Regions from separate parts of the Sus scrofa genome. Here all the other regions are linked to region 2. The links are chromatin contacts, called in public HiChIP or PLAC-seq maps. All regions are on one chromosome and are shown on one strand. Each heading gives the region's core, a stretch centred on a gene start, on an enhancer-like site or on the middle of the called end of the contact. The rest is flanking DNA. Distances are from core to core; before and after follow the strand shown.

What was found. HiChIP or PLAC-seq counts read pairs in DNA pulled down with a chosen protein or histone mark.
Region 1: a contact with region 2 is called in an H3K27ac HiChIP or PLAC-seq map of alveolar macrophages. The contact joins two enhancer-like sites. A contact is called at or near these places in 1 of 47 Hi-C or Micro-C datasets (embryonic fibroblasts) and 2 of 2 datasets of contacts at active chromatin or transcription factors (alveolar macrophages and skeletal muscle).
Region 3: a contact with region 2 is called in an H3K27ac HiChIP or PLAC-seq map of skeletal muscle, with 4 times the contacts expected there. The contact joins two enhancer-like sites. A contact is called at or near these places in 2 of 2 datasets of contacts at active chromatin or transcription factors (alveolar macrophages and skeletal muscle).

What each region holds. Positions count from the first base shown.
Region 1 is chr7:4,217,770-4,222,191 of Sscrofa11.1, reverse strand. It overlaps LOC110261767 (a long non-coding RNA gene), which reads right to left. Exons shown (of 3, transcript XR_002346276.1): 1 at 4,410-4,422. Among named protein-coding and RNA genes, the nearest start is that of LY86, 110 kb to the right of the region's middle. Within about 2 kb of position 3,076, at least 14 of the 83 cell types and tissues checked have an H3K27ac peak or open chromatin away from gene starts, as enhancers often do. A contact at or near this core is called in alveolar macrophages, where this site is marked.
Region 2 is chr7:4,462,845-4,467,651 of Sscrofa11.1, reverse strand. No RefSeq gene overlaps it. Among named protein-coding and RNA genes, the nearest start is that of RREB1, 47 kb to the left of the region's middle. Within about 2 kb of position 3,336, at least 63 of the 83 cell types and tissues checked have an H3K27ac peak or open chromatin away from gene starts, as enhancers often do. A contact at or near this core is called in alveolar macrophages and skeletal muscle, where this site is marked.
Region 3 is chr7:4,243,395-4,247,974 of Sscrofa11.1, reverse strand. No RefSeq gene overlaps it. Among named protein-coding and RNA genes, the nearest start is that of LY86, 140 kb to the right of the region's middle. Within about 2 kb of position 1,479, at least 16 of the 83 cell types and tissues checked have an H3K27ac peak or open chromatin away from gene starts, as enhancers often do. A contact at or near this core is called in skeletal muscle, where this site is marked.

The DNA of each region.
Region 1 (4,422 bases), core at 1,827-4,326, 250 kb after region 2:
TAAAAAGCAAAAAACAAAACAAAACAAAAAACAAACCCCAAAGCGTAAAAGCCCCATTTCGTCTGCCTCATATGTGGGCTCTGCTTCGTGAATCGCTTCTAACAAGTAGAAAATGGTGGAAGCAGGGACGTATGGCTTCTGAGACGAGGTCCTAAAAAGCCATCACAGCCTCCATCTTTCTCATGCATTGCCTGCTCTGGGGAAAAGGGCTGCCACAAGGGGAGGCCACTCACTCAGCCCTATGGCCAGATCCACATGGAGAGAAGCCGAAGCCTCCTGCCAGCAGTTCTGTGAGCATCCGCGCTGGGAGCTAAGCCCACAGGCCTGGTGGAGATGCGGGTGACTGGGGTTAGTCTTGACTGCAGCCCGGGGAGGGGCTCTGAGCCAGGATCACCCAGCCCAGCTGTTCCCAGATTCCTGATCCTCAGACATGGTGACATTAACACATGGTGATTGTTTCAAGTCTGTGCGACTTGGGGTCATCAGTGATGCAGCCACAGGTAATGAATGCAATGTCTTTAATTGCGTTCTGATTAGCACTTTGTCACTAGATGTGCCACGTGATCTACTCTGTCGAGTTAATTATTTTTGTCCTGGGTCGCTTCACCTTTCTGCTGCCACCGGGCTGGTTATTCTTGAGGCCGACGGAACAGCTGCCCTCCTCCCTGCCCTGCGGGCTGGGCTCACTGGCTCCTGAAGGGCCTAGCCTTGCTTTTCTTGGTTTTTATTGCTGTCTTTCCCTAAAACCTGTCAACTACTAGCTCTTAGTTAAAAGTGTACGGGAGATAAATTGGTTGAATCCGTGAATGTCTAAAAATGCTTTTACCTGCTTTCATGCTTGGTCAGCACTTTGGCTGATTATCGAGTTTGAAGGAGCATATGGTTTTCTCTGAGCACTTCGAGGTCATCCATGGTCCTTCTGGCAGCCAAGGCTGTCCTTGTCCGTTATCAGTCTTGTTCTTGATGCTCTGGCTTTTCCCTCCTTGGAAGTTCAAGGCTTCTCAGTTTGTCCCTGGCGTGGTGGAGTTTTGTGACCATGTGCCTTGTTTTCTCCGTGGGGATGCTTTGCTCGAAGTGAAGAAAGCTCAGTGAAAGTGGTTCTACAACAAGTAGATGTACGCAGGTGCCAAGTGAGAAGCCCTGGGGTTCGGTGGCTCTGTGGTGGATTAATTTAGGGGTGAATAACATCATCCGGAACCCAGGTTTAAAAAAAAAAAATCCATTTGTTTGCCAGGATGCGCTGGGTCGATCCCTTCGTGGCCAAGATACGGCTGCGGCTTATAGTTCAGAGGCAGAAATTGCGACAATCTCTCCCTCTAACTCTTTTTAAAACGGTAGACTATTTCCCAGAATTAATCCCTTCATGGCAGACATTCCATCAAGACCCTGGGTCCAAAATGAGGTGTTGAGGCCCTTTCTCTAGTGACTCTAAATGAGTCACTAGATAAGGGAATAAAATAATTGATCATCTTATTTCATTTTTATTAATTTTCTTTCTTGGCTGCCCCCCCCCGCAGCATATGGAGTTCCCAGGTCAGGGATCAGATGTAAGCAGCAGATACACCCTACATTCGTTTCTGCTGCACCGCCCTGGCAACTCTGAGCTTGAGGTCTTTCAAGAAAATCTGATTCTTATTTCAGAGAAGAATAAGACAAGCATTTCTGGTGGGAAACCGAGGTTGTCCACCCAGCAGCTGTGGCTTCTTCTGTCACTTACTGTGATGGAGTCGTGGTGATCTGTCTTCTAAGAGCTTGTTGAAGTCTCCTATCTGCTGATGTCTCTGCTCTGCTCTTCGTCCTTGTGCGTTTATGCCATTTTGTTCCTTTATGACCATTTTAATAGGCTCTCTGGGTTCCCACTGTGGCTCAGCAGTAATGAACCCGACTCGTATCCATGAAGATGCGGGTACGATCCCTGGTCTCACTCAGTGGGTTAAATATCTGGCGTTGCTGTGAGCTGTGGTATAGGTCCCAGAAGTGGCTTGGATCCTGTGTTGCTGTGGCTGTGGTAGAGGCTGGAGGCTGCAGCTCCGATTGGACCCCTAGCCTGGGAACTTCCAGATGCCTCAGGTGCGGCCCTAAAAAGACCAAAAAAAAGAAAAAAAAAGGCTCTCTGGAGGGAGAGGTGAAAATGCGTGTTTAGTCTCTCTCCCTGTTTGGAAGGCCCCTAGCCAGTGTTTCTCAAACCACGAGTTGTGGCCTGCTAGTAAGCTATGTCCAGTATTCTAACAAATGAAACAGCAGAAGATTCCAGATTGTACCTATGGCCCAGAGTAAGGTTAGCTATCATTTCATGAATGTTTGTTTCAGTTGCGTGCGCCCGGGTCGTGGTGTTTTAGTTGCGTGTGCCCGGGCCGTGTGTTTCAGTTGCGTGTGCCCAGGTCGTGTGTTACTGGGTAGAGGTGGAAGACGTGTTCCTTGCACTGAGTTGCACACAAAAATATCTGGGAAGCATTGCTTGAAAGACATCTCCTCTGAGCGCGCTGTGCTCTGCAGTGGTATCTTATCTGGCTTTGGTTTCATAGGTCAGTGGGGCTAGGAGAGCATTGAAGCCGGGCCCGGTCAGCCGTCGTGAACCGGCCTGTGATACGCAGAGAGGGAGATGGCTCATTCCCACGGGGGAGCTCAGACCCCACGCAAGTCCGTGTGTTACCCTTTGCAGGCTATTCCTCTCTGTTTCCCAAGGCAGAAGCATGCTCTGGAAATACGCTTCCCACCCGAGCAAGGCGTCAGGCCGGTGGGCCTGAGAGACACGCTTCCGACCCTGAACAGGAGTTTAGCTGAGCTCTGCTCCCTCCCCCGCCACGGTCAGGGCTGGGTCCCAGCAGGCCATGGGCATCCAGGGTCACCTCAGCAAACAGCTCTTAAAAGGCCGCATTCCCCAAATGTTTGGAGAGCCTCCGGCCAGAAGCGATGCTAGGTTTCTGCTGAGTTACATAATGTACGAGGATCAAGGCTTATTTTCAAGGCCGATTTTCACTCCTTCCGGCCCTTTCCGGGCGGTTGTATTCAGCACAGTCTGATGGCTGTATTTCCTATGCCTGAAGATTTCAGGAAGTGACAACATCCTCTGTCTGGGCAAAGTCACCGTCAACGTGAAAATATGGTACCCAGTGGCCGTCCTGGGGCTGTGGGGCCGGCCCGGAGGCCTCCTCGGTCTGGCGGCTGGGCCCCTTTGCCGGCCTTCTCACAGTGGCGGGGGGCCTGCCTCTTCTGCTGCCCTTCCATGCATCCCCTTGGCATTCTTGCTACACCACGTTTGCTGCTTTCCATTTAAAATTTTTTTTTTTTTAAAGAAGTATTTTTGGGGAGTTCCCTGGTGGTCTAGTGGTTAGGATTTGGCACTTTCACCACTGTGGCTGGGATTCAATTCCTGGTCTGGGAACTGAGTTTCTGCTTTAAGCCACTGCACACCAAAGAGGTATCTTTGACGTAGAAAAATTATATCTATCTAAAATGTACAAGCTGATTTTTTTTTTTCCTCTTTTGGCCACCCTGTGGTGTATGGAGTTCCCAGGCCCAGAGATCAGATCTGAGCCACAGTTGCCACCTCTGTCAGCTTTGGCAACGCCGGATCCTTTAACCACTCTGCCAGGCTAGGCCAGAGATCAAGGCTACGTCCTGGTGCTGTGCAGACACTGCTGATCCCATTGTGCAGCAGCGGGAACTCCACAGTTTGGTATTTTGATGTATGGATACGCTGTGAAAAGATCACACCGTGCACTAGTTAACACGCCCTTAACTCTCCGGAGTCACCATTGTGTGTGTGTGTGTGTGTGTGTGTCTCTGCTTGTGGCAAGATTTCATTTCATTTTATTTTTATTTTATTTTTTTGCCATTTCTTGGGCCACTCCTGCGGCATATGGAGATTCCCAGGCTAGGGGTTGAATCGGAGCTGTAGCTGCCAGCTTATGCCAGAGCCACAGCAACGCAGGATCCGAGCCAGGTCTGCAACCTACACCACAGCTCATGCAACGCCGGATCGTTAACCCACTGAGCAAGGGCAGGGATCGAACCCGCAACCTCATGGTTCCTAGTCGATTCGTTAACCACTGCGCCACGATGGGCACGCCAAGATTTCATTTTAGATCTATCCTCTTTGCAACGTTCTTTGCCTTTTTTTTTTGTGCCTTTTTTAGGGCCAAATCTAGGGCATATAGAAATTCCCAGGCTAGGGGTCAAATCAGAGCTTTGGCTGCCGGTCTACACCACAGCCACAGCATCGAGGGACCCGAGCATCGCCTGCAGCCTACACCACAGCTCATGGCAACGCTGGCTCCTTAACTCACTGAGCGAGGCCAGGGATCGAACTCGTGTCCTTACGGATACTAGTCGGGTTTGTTACCACTGAGCCACCACGGAAGTCCCTGCATCTGACTGTTTTAGATTCTACCCATAAGTGAACTCACACAGGACTGCTCT
Region 2 (4,807 bases), core at 2,087-4,586:
GACAAAAACCTAAGATCATGAACATCTTTTTTTTTTTTTTTAAGTTTCTAGAAAGTTCTGTGTAGCTCTGCCACTTTCATTCAAATCCAAGACCATTCGGTGTATGGAATTGGTCAGTTTCCAACTTCAGCTGTTCTAACAGTTCACCAAAGCACCATAAGAGGGAAAAAGAGAGATAGATGTTCTGCCAGTTGAATTTAAAGCTCCTCGATCTAGAATGTAACAAGGTCAGTTCACCCCCGCAAAGAATACCAACCATTAGTATTCTCACTCCCACTGTACTACTGAAAAAACTGTAGTTTTTCAAAATAAAATTAGACGAGAGACGATCAGATTTTTCACAACGCTCTTCACAAGGTAACTTCCCCTCTCATGTATAAATTTAGGGTATGATTTGATTTATACAACCTCAGTTTATCAGTTTTAGCTTCCTATGAGGACAGGCTCTTTAATGCAAAATACATCTCCCTTTAGTTTGCTTTATCTGGGGTTGCCCTGGAAACAGAAATTTACATTAATTCCTGAGTCAGCTTTTCAGAGAGCTCTTCAGATCTCTTTGGAGGATAACACACTCCTCTGGGCTTGTGAATAAAACTTCAGGAGGTGCACATTGCTCCTCAGAGTGAAGCGTCTTGGGCTCTTTGGGCCTGGCTTCCGCTACCCTGTCTTGTACTATGCAACAAAACCAGCAGGAGGAAAAAAATGCCACACCTCTCTGGAAGGGTGATCAACAAGAGTCTGGGTGGCAAACACCGCCAAGCTTTCTCTTTGCACTCTCATCTTTACGATGATTTTTCCCTGGACTTGGTCTGTGTCACCAGCAATGCAAACCTCGAGCCCATCACTTTACTGTTTATGTATTATTTGTTGTCTTTTTAGGGCCGCACCTGTGGCACTTGCAAGTTCCCAGGCTAGGGGCTGAATCGGAACAGCAGCTGCCTGCCCACACCACAGCCATGGCCGCGGGACCGGAGGAGCTTCTGCAACCTACACCCTGGGGAGGTGTAGCCTTAACTCACTGAGCAAGGCCAGGGATCCAACCCACATCCTCATGGATACTAGTCAGGTTCTTAACCCACTATGCCGCAACAGGAACTCCCCAAGCCCATCACTTAAAATCTGCATACTCCCTCCCGAATCACATGCTTGGGGTGTGAGATGCCACTAGGCTCCAGACGGAACTAACTGGGCTGCTCTCACTTCTTCTGCTTTGAGGAGGGCTGGGTTTGGGGCTTTTTTTTTCCATTTGTTTTTTCTTCTCCTTTTAATAAAGGCCTCTTCGTGTTTGTTCCTCAGGCCTGCCCAAATACAAAACTGTCAGCGTCCCCCTGGCCCCTTCCAACCCTGAGACAGCAACTTCGAGCCTTTGTATCCACTAAGTGAGCGTTGGCTAGGAACTCTGCTGAATTTATGGCAACCGGGGCCTGCAGTGGTGGACTCAAACGCTAAGGCAAAAACGTGGATTTAGGTTCTCTGAAATGTACAACAACAAACACGAGCAGGGCAAAACCCCACCTTCTCTCCAGCTTTCCCTTCCCGTCGTGGTTCAGTAATTAGAAAAGTTAATCCACCCCCGAGTGCAACTGCTCGGCCACGCTCACCTAGAGCCCTCACTGCATCATCGCATCCAAGCCAAACTCGGTTACTGAGGCAACTAAGTTTTTCTACCCAAAGGGTCACCGGGAAACACATCCCTCGGGAACCCCTGGTAACCATCCGCCGATAATGCTGGGGAACCACAACAGCAAGAGGCTGGCGCGGCCGCGCGGCCGGCCCTGGGGGAGGGGGTGCGTGGGGGTGCGCAGCGTCCAGTTACATTCCTGACCCACTTTCGCATCCCCTCCCGCCCCCTCCTGCTGCTCCTCCTCCCGGCCGGCCGCGAGGGCACCCGCGCTCGGAGAACCACCCGCGAGCCATCCCCAGGCCGCCGCGGGCGGGGTGCGCCGGGCGCCGGGCTCCGCGGGGGACCGAGGGGGAGGGGGAGGCGACGGAGGAGGCGGGAGCCCGCCCCCGCCCCCACCCCGGCTTCCCCTGCGCGGCCCCTCCCCCGTCACATGGGCTCGCGAGCACCTGTTGGCGACCTCAGCCCCTGGCGGAGCCCCTCCCGCCTCCCGGGCGAAAGCCCCAGCGGGAGGGGATGGGACCCCTGCCCGCGTGTCGCTCTGCACACCCCGCTTCGCCAGGCAGGGCGCGGGGGCCGGTGGGCGACCCCTGCCCAGCTGCTCGGCTTTGCAAACTGCAAAAGCGCCGCGGCCGCGAGGCGACCGGGCGGAGGGGATCCTGCCCCCACCCCAACCCCGCTCCCCCGCCTCCCCCGGGCGGCACGGGGAGGTGGGGTGCGCCCGCCCCCTGCCCGACTCCGCTGGAAACCTGGGCTCCTCGCGGGCGCCGGGAGGGGCTGCTGCCGAGTCCGGGCCGGGGCGGCGGGGGCGAGGGCAGGTAGCGGGTGAGGACGGGCGGGGTGTGTGTTCCGAGCCGCCGAGTCCAGGAAGGGGGCGGGAAGCTGCCGTCTCAGCTGCAACTTCTGAGCGAGCAAAGCAACTCAGCAACTTTGCCTGCGCCGCGCCCCTCCCCCGCGCCGCCGGCCGGGCCGGGGGCTGCGCTGCGCCTGGGGCCCCGGCGCCGGGCCCGGCGGGGAGCGGACCGGGTGCGGGCGAGCGGGCTGGGGCAGGCCGCCCGGGGCGTGGGGGAGGGCTTGGGGGCGCCTCTACGCGCCCCGCGGCTGGGGAGCGCCGCCCGGGTCCCCGCGCCGGGCACGCCCCCCGCCGCCCCCACCGGGCCGGCCGCGCCCGCCGCCCGGCTCCGCGCGGGGAAGGGGGCGGAGGATGGCGGCGGAGCCATGGAAACTGCCGGGTGGATAGAGAAGGAGAGGGCCGCGCGGGCCATCCCGGGCTGCCCGCGTCGCAGCGGCTGCGGATGCGGCGTCCCGGGGAGCGCGGCCGAGCTCGCACAAGTGTCCCTCCGGCCCCGAGGGAGGCCGGCGGTGGAGAGCGGCCCCGGGAGGGGTGGGGGGCGGAGGCGAGGGTGATGGTGACCCGGGCCTCCCGGGGTCAGTGGCCGTTCGTTCCGGTCCCGAGGACCGGCTCGAGGCCCTGCGGGGTCCTGCCAGCCCGAAGGCCAGGGGAAAGCCCCAGATGTGCGTCCAGAGAGCCTTTCAGAGGGGCCAAACCTGCGCATGCGGGGCAGGTGGGGCGCCTGGGCCAGCCTGGGGTGGGACACGCGGGCCCCAAAGCCCTGCGGGCTGACTTGGCCGGGCCCTCGCAGTTATGCACCGGGAGCCTGCCGAGCCCGGCCTTCGGCCGCACCCATTCTCTGGAAGCTGATCTGGGAACCCTGCAACCTCCCCCACCGACACTCACAGACTTCATCTGACTCACTGTGGAGTTACTGATGCTTTACGCCCAAGCCTGTTGCTTGGAAAGTGCTAGGGATTTTAATGGTGGCGTTATGAAATTGAGTCACTTCTGGGTGTGGGGCTCTTGAGAGGCAAAGGGGTTGTTTCAAGTGAAAGTTATACTACCTACTACCGGCGTGGAGCAGGCTGTTAACCGGCTGAATGATTTAATTGCGTGACATCTTCGTTTAAAGAGATTTGCATGCTCACTGAGGACAGCTGGACAGTTAGGCGATGATGTAGACCTGGAACTTACTTTTTTAAAAAGGTGACTTTTTGGTGTTTTGCACCCCAAAACGAGTGACCGGTACAGTGGTCCCTTGTTACCATGGAGATTGGTTCCAGGAACTCCAGGCAGATACCAAAATCCAGGGACGCTGGAGACTCCTATTACATGGTGTAGTGTTGCCATATGGCCTGTGCGCATCTCCCCTGTCCTTTAAATCAGCTCTAGGCTACTTACAACACCCAATGGAACACGAATAAGTGTAAACACATTAACTGCTTTATAGAGAGTTGCTGGCCTTTAGCAAATGAAAGTTTTAAAACTTTCCAGAATCTTTTTCAAATCTTTTTTATTCAAGCTTGGTTGAATCTGCAGGTTACAGGAAGGGCCAACTACGTATTTCTTTCTTTCTTTTTTTTTTTTTTGTCTTTTCTAGGGCCGCACCCGCGGCATATGGAGGTTCCCAGGCTAGGGGTCGAATCGGAGCTGTAGCTGCCGGGCTGCACCACAGCCACAGCAACGCCAGATCCACTCATGTCTGTGACCCACACCACAGCTCAGGGCAACGCCGGATCGTTAACCCACTGAGCAAGGGCAGGGACCGAACCGGCAACCTCATGGTTCCTCGTCGGATTCGTTTCCGCTGCGCCACAATGGGAACTCCTCTTCTCTCTCTTTTTTTTTTTTTTTTTGGCTCTTTAGGGCCACACCTGTGGCACATGGAAGTTCCCAGGCTAGGGGTCAAATCCAAGATGTAGCTGCCTGCCTACACCACAGCCACAGCATCGCCAGATCGGAGCTGAGTCTGCCCCCTATACCGAAGCTCTTGGCAATGCTGGATTGTTAACCCATGGAGCCAGGAGAGGGATCGAACCCGCATCCTCAAGGATACTAGTCGGATTTGTTTCCTCTGCGCCACAACAGGAACTCCCTGTATTTCTTTTTTTAACTTCAAAAGTTCTTTAGGCGTGGTGATGATCATAGGTGATGTTTGAAAAACAGTCCTGCGGTCATACACTACATTTCACTGACTCCAAGATGCGTGTATTTCCCCATCTCTAATGTCTTATTTGATGGCATCCTTGAGCCCTAGTTTAATTGGCAGCGTTTTTCTTAGGGGGACATGAAATAAGGAAGTTGGAGAGATGCTGAGTTAAGTTTATTTCGTTATACCACAAAGACATGCA
Region 3 (4,580 bases), core at 230-2,729, 220 kb after region 2:
GGCCGGCCTCGCCTTGGTGATGAAGCAGCAAAACCTGAGCCAAAGGCGAGCTGGGCAGAGGGTGACTTTGCTAAAGCCGATGCTGCTTTCTCACTGTGGACGTGAGTGCCCAGGCCCCCAAACCACAGAGGACCCCATGGACAGAGACCGCCTACCAGCTCCCCTGAGTGTCTTTTCCACTCCAGTTTCCCCCGCCTAACACTGGGAAGCCAAAGTCATTTATTCCTGGGCAAAACAAAAACAAACAAACAAAAAACTCATTAAAAATGCTTTTCCTGGAGTTCCCTGGCAGCCTAGCAGGTTAAGGGTCTGGTGTTGTCACTGCAGTGGCTCCGGTTGCTGGTGTGATAGGGGTTCAATCCCTGAGCCAGGAACTTCCGAGGGATCATGGCCACGGCCAAGAAAAAAAAATGCTTTTCCTGTCAAAGAAATAAGAACCATTATTCTTTAGGAAGCTGACTTTTACACTTTGTGAAAAAGTCAAAGTCATACCAGCACTGGATTCTTTCCTTTTGAGCCATCAAACTCCTAGAGCAGGTGTTTAGATCTGAGGGACGACGGTCAGGAGCCTCGCCCGCCCATGGGCAGTTGACCTGCCTCTGGTGTACTATTTACGTTCAGGTAAACAATGCCTTTTCATTTTTCCACTGTCGGCAGGATAGTCCAAGGATCAGATCACCCTAAACGGTGATCTGGCACATGATTGGCCGCAGAGGACGAACTCACGTGTCGTGCTTTTTTTCCCGGAGGCAGCGGTAATGAGGAGGATTAGAATAGGGTTGGGTTAAATTCAGCTTCCGCTATAGATAGCCCAAAGATTTCGTGGGATAGGCTTGTAAAAATCCATTTGTTGTTTATCTGAAAATCTCATTTAATTGGGCACCCTGTACTTTTAAAATTTGCTAGATCTGGTTGGCTAGTCGGGTTAGAGCTGGAAAGTCTTCACTGGACAGCATCCTAGCATCCTGCATCCTGAGAGATTCCCAGCATGCTCTCTGTTCCATTTTGTTTGGCTTGCACCTCTAGATGAGCCCGCGGTTCTTGTGGCTGCTGCCTCCGTCCCCATGAGAAAGACGGAAAAATGAGTTTGTAAGGATCTCTCTGATCCTCAGTGAATACCTTATATGAATGAAGTTATCACTTTAAATGAACCCCGTCAGCGGCCCTTGTTACCTCAACTCCTAACATCTGCCTTCAGGCCATGAGGGCCGGGGGGCGGAAGGGTGGCAGAGGGTGGGAGGGGAAAATCTGGAAGATGCAATGATTAGACCCACTCTCCCCTCCGCTGTTCTAGAATAGCTCTAGCGGCAAAGAAGAAACGCGGCATCGCCGAGGGATATCTTCTGCTCTGAGCGATGCTTCTGCTCCTGGCAAAGTTTTCAATGTGCTTCCTTCCCGGGTGTCCCGGTCTATTGTTTTCAGCTGGGCTCCGCACGGAGCTGGAGCGCTGAGTCTCCTTCTATAAACTGACCCCTGGTGGTTGCTATAGCAACTGCAAAGGGAGCGCCCTGAGCTGGGTAAACAAGGCTGATTCCCAGGGCTGGGCCGGGGGAGTCCCGTGTGCCTGAGAAGGGGTTTCTGGGGCGAGTCGGAAAGGCTGCAGGACAGCCCCCCTCATTCCCTCCCCGCCCACTGCCCCACCCCTCTCGCTCCCCCTCCCCCCTCCCTCCCTCCTCCCTCCTTCCTCGCCTTCCCTTTGCCCTCTCCCCTCCCACCAGACCAGGATGTGGGAGGGAAGCGTGCAGGGGCCTGCCTTTGACGCCGGGGAGCTGAACACCGTACCCCTGAAACGACATCTAAACGTTCCCCTAGAGCCCTAGGCTAGAGATGTGCCAATCTGACCCTGACAAACCAACCACCTGTGTCGCTGCCACACCTGCTTCAGGCCCGAGCTGCCGTGGGTGATGCGGGCCGGGGCTTCGCGGCCTCGGCGGCGCTCTGGGGTAATCCCGCAGGCGGAACCCGAGACAGAAGCGCAAGGTTTCTGAGGCCTGCGTGGCTCGCCTGAGGCTTTTTCCTGTTTTGGAAGGAATGATGGCGAAAGACATGTGGTACCTAAGAGGGCTGTGCCTCTGACCCTCAACACAGACACACGCAGCACACATCTGCACACACGTGCATGCACATGCAACACACATGCACACACACGTACACCCATACACACCCACACAAACAATACACACATGTACACATGTACACAGAGATACATAGTAACATATACATGCATACATATACATGTACACACATGCACACATGAATACACATGTACACACACAAGTACCTACACGCATATGAACACAATACACATGCATACACACGCACACATACGCATGAATACACTCACATGCAGACACATCAATACATAATACAGGTGTGTACACAAACATACACACTTCCATATACATCCATAATATATAGGCAGGTATATACATATTCATATACATGCAAACGCACATACACCTGCTGGCAGGAAGCCTTCCGCATGTAACAGCAGAGGGTGTATCTTCAGTTTTCTCTGGTTAGTTCTCTCCTGCCCTCATCCAGTTGAAAGTTTTGTATGTTAATATGAACTCTGTGGCGCATCTCACACCACGACTTGCCTGGAGGCCTCCTAAAAAGTTCCTCCACACGGATGGATTGAGGGGAAATCTGGATTTTATATTTTTCACAGGCCAGTACAGGTTTTCATTTTTTTCTATAAAAATCAGTATTTCTGGAGTTCCCATTGTGGCTCAGTGGTTAACAAATCCGACTAGGAACCATGAGGTTGCGGGTTCGATCTGTGACCTCGCTCAGTGGGTTAAGGATCCTGCGTTGCTGTGGCTGTGGTGTAGGCCGGCGGCTACAGGTCTGATGTGACCCCTAGCCTGGGAACCTCCATATGCCACGGGTGTGGCCTGAGAAAGACAAAAAAAGACAAAAAAAATTCAATATTTCTCAATTTCCCTGATGGGAAGTCTAGTATAAAGAACTATATTTACTTTTATAAGAATTGTTTTTATGGGATTCTTAATTTTCTAAAGTGTTCACACAATAGAATCTATTATTTCATTAGCTCCTTATAGTGAGCTCCAGAATCATATAGGGAAATTGATTGTACCTCTAATCAGTTCTTCAGATGAGGAAACTGATATATGAGAGATTAGATATGACTATATTACAGGGATATTAGCGCTTAAAACTTTGGATATAAAAGAAATTATCAAGGTCTGAGTTGGCAGTATTACTAAGGTGTCTTTCTGTATTTATATGACTCTAGATAGTAAAGAAAGTTTACATAAGCTATTTTATGTAGAAACTACAAAGGTTTATATTTATACAGCATTTTCCTCCAGTACAGTCAAATATCTTCTATTTAGTAGTATTCTTTACAGTATCTTTTCACAGTAGGTGACCAGGTTCTATTGGTTTGGTCCCATTCTTTTTTTTTTTTTTTTTGTCTTTTCTAGGGCTGCACCCGTGGCACATGGAGGTTCCCAGGCCAGGGGTTTAATCAGACCTGCAGCCGCCGGCCCACACCACAGCCACAGCAATGCGGGATCCGAGCCACGTCTGTGACACAGCTCGTGGCAATGCCGGATCCCTAACCCACTGAGCAAGGCCAGGGATCGAACCCACAAGCTCATGGTTCCTAGTTGGATTCATTAACCGCTGAGCCACGATGGGAACTCCTGGTCCCATTCTTAATTCTTGCCTGCTCCCTGTTTTGTTGTCTGGCCTCAAAATACTGCTCCCATTTTCCTCGAAAACCATATTAACAACTACGGTCCAAGGTGGACGTGCATGAAGCTTATTTCTCTCAGTTAGAAAGAAATAAGAGCCCCCCCCCCCAATTATTGCTTTTTCCGCAAAATTTCTTCTTCTTGCTTTTAAATTGAGTCACTGGTCGGGGCATTTGTGGGCTCAGCTCCTCCCTGGTGGGCGGGCTATGGCTTTGTGAGATTTTTCGTAAGACAGAGGGAGGGACATCTGGACTTATGGACGCTATTTCCTCAGGGAAAATAGGCACGTTAATGAAAAGTAGCAGTGTTTTGGAGCCCATTCTTTTTTTTTTTTTGGTCTTTTTGCTATTTCTTTGGGCCGCTCCCGCGGCATATGGAGGTTCCTAGGCTAGGGGTTGAATCGGAGCTGCAGCCACCGGCCCACGCCAGAGCCACAGCAACGTGGGATCCGAGCTGCGTCTGCAACCTACACCACAGCTCACGGCAACGCCGGATCCTTAACCCACTGAGCAAGGCCAGGGACCGAACCCGCAACCTCATGGTTCCTAGTCGGGTTTGTTAACCACTGCGCCACGACGGGAACTCCCGGAGCCCATTCTTTTTTTATTACCGTTCAGTGGTGGGAAGAGTTGGCCATCTTCTGCTAGAAATTATGACGCCCGGGCATGGGTGATAAGCAGCAGCCTGGGTGGGGGTGGGGGTGGGGAGAGGTTTGCACAATCAAGGCATACTCACTTTACTGCAGCACACCTGCAGTCTCCACCCCGAAGACCAAGGGACTAGGTGCTGATGGCATCCAGTCTCTCTCTCAGAAGAGGATTAGTCCCTGCCTTCGGGAGGCACCAAGCGTGGCGGTTT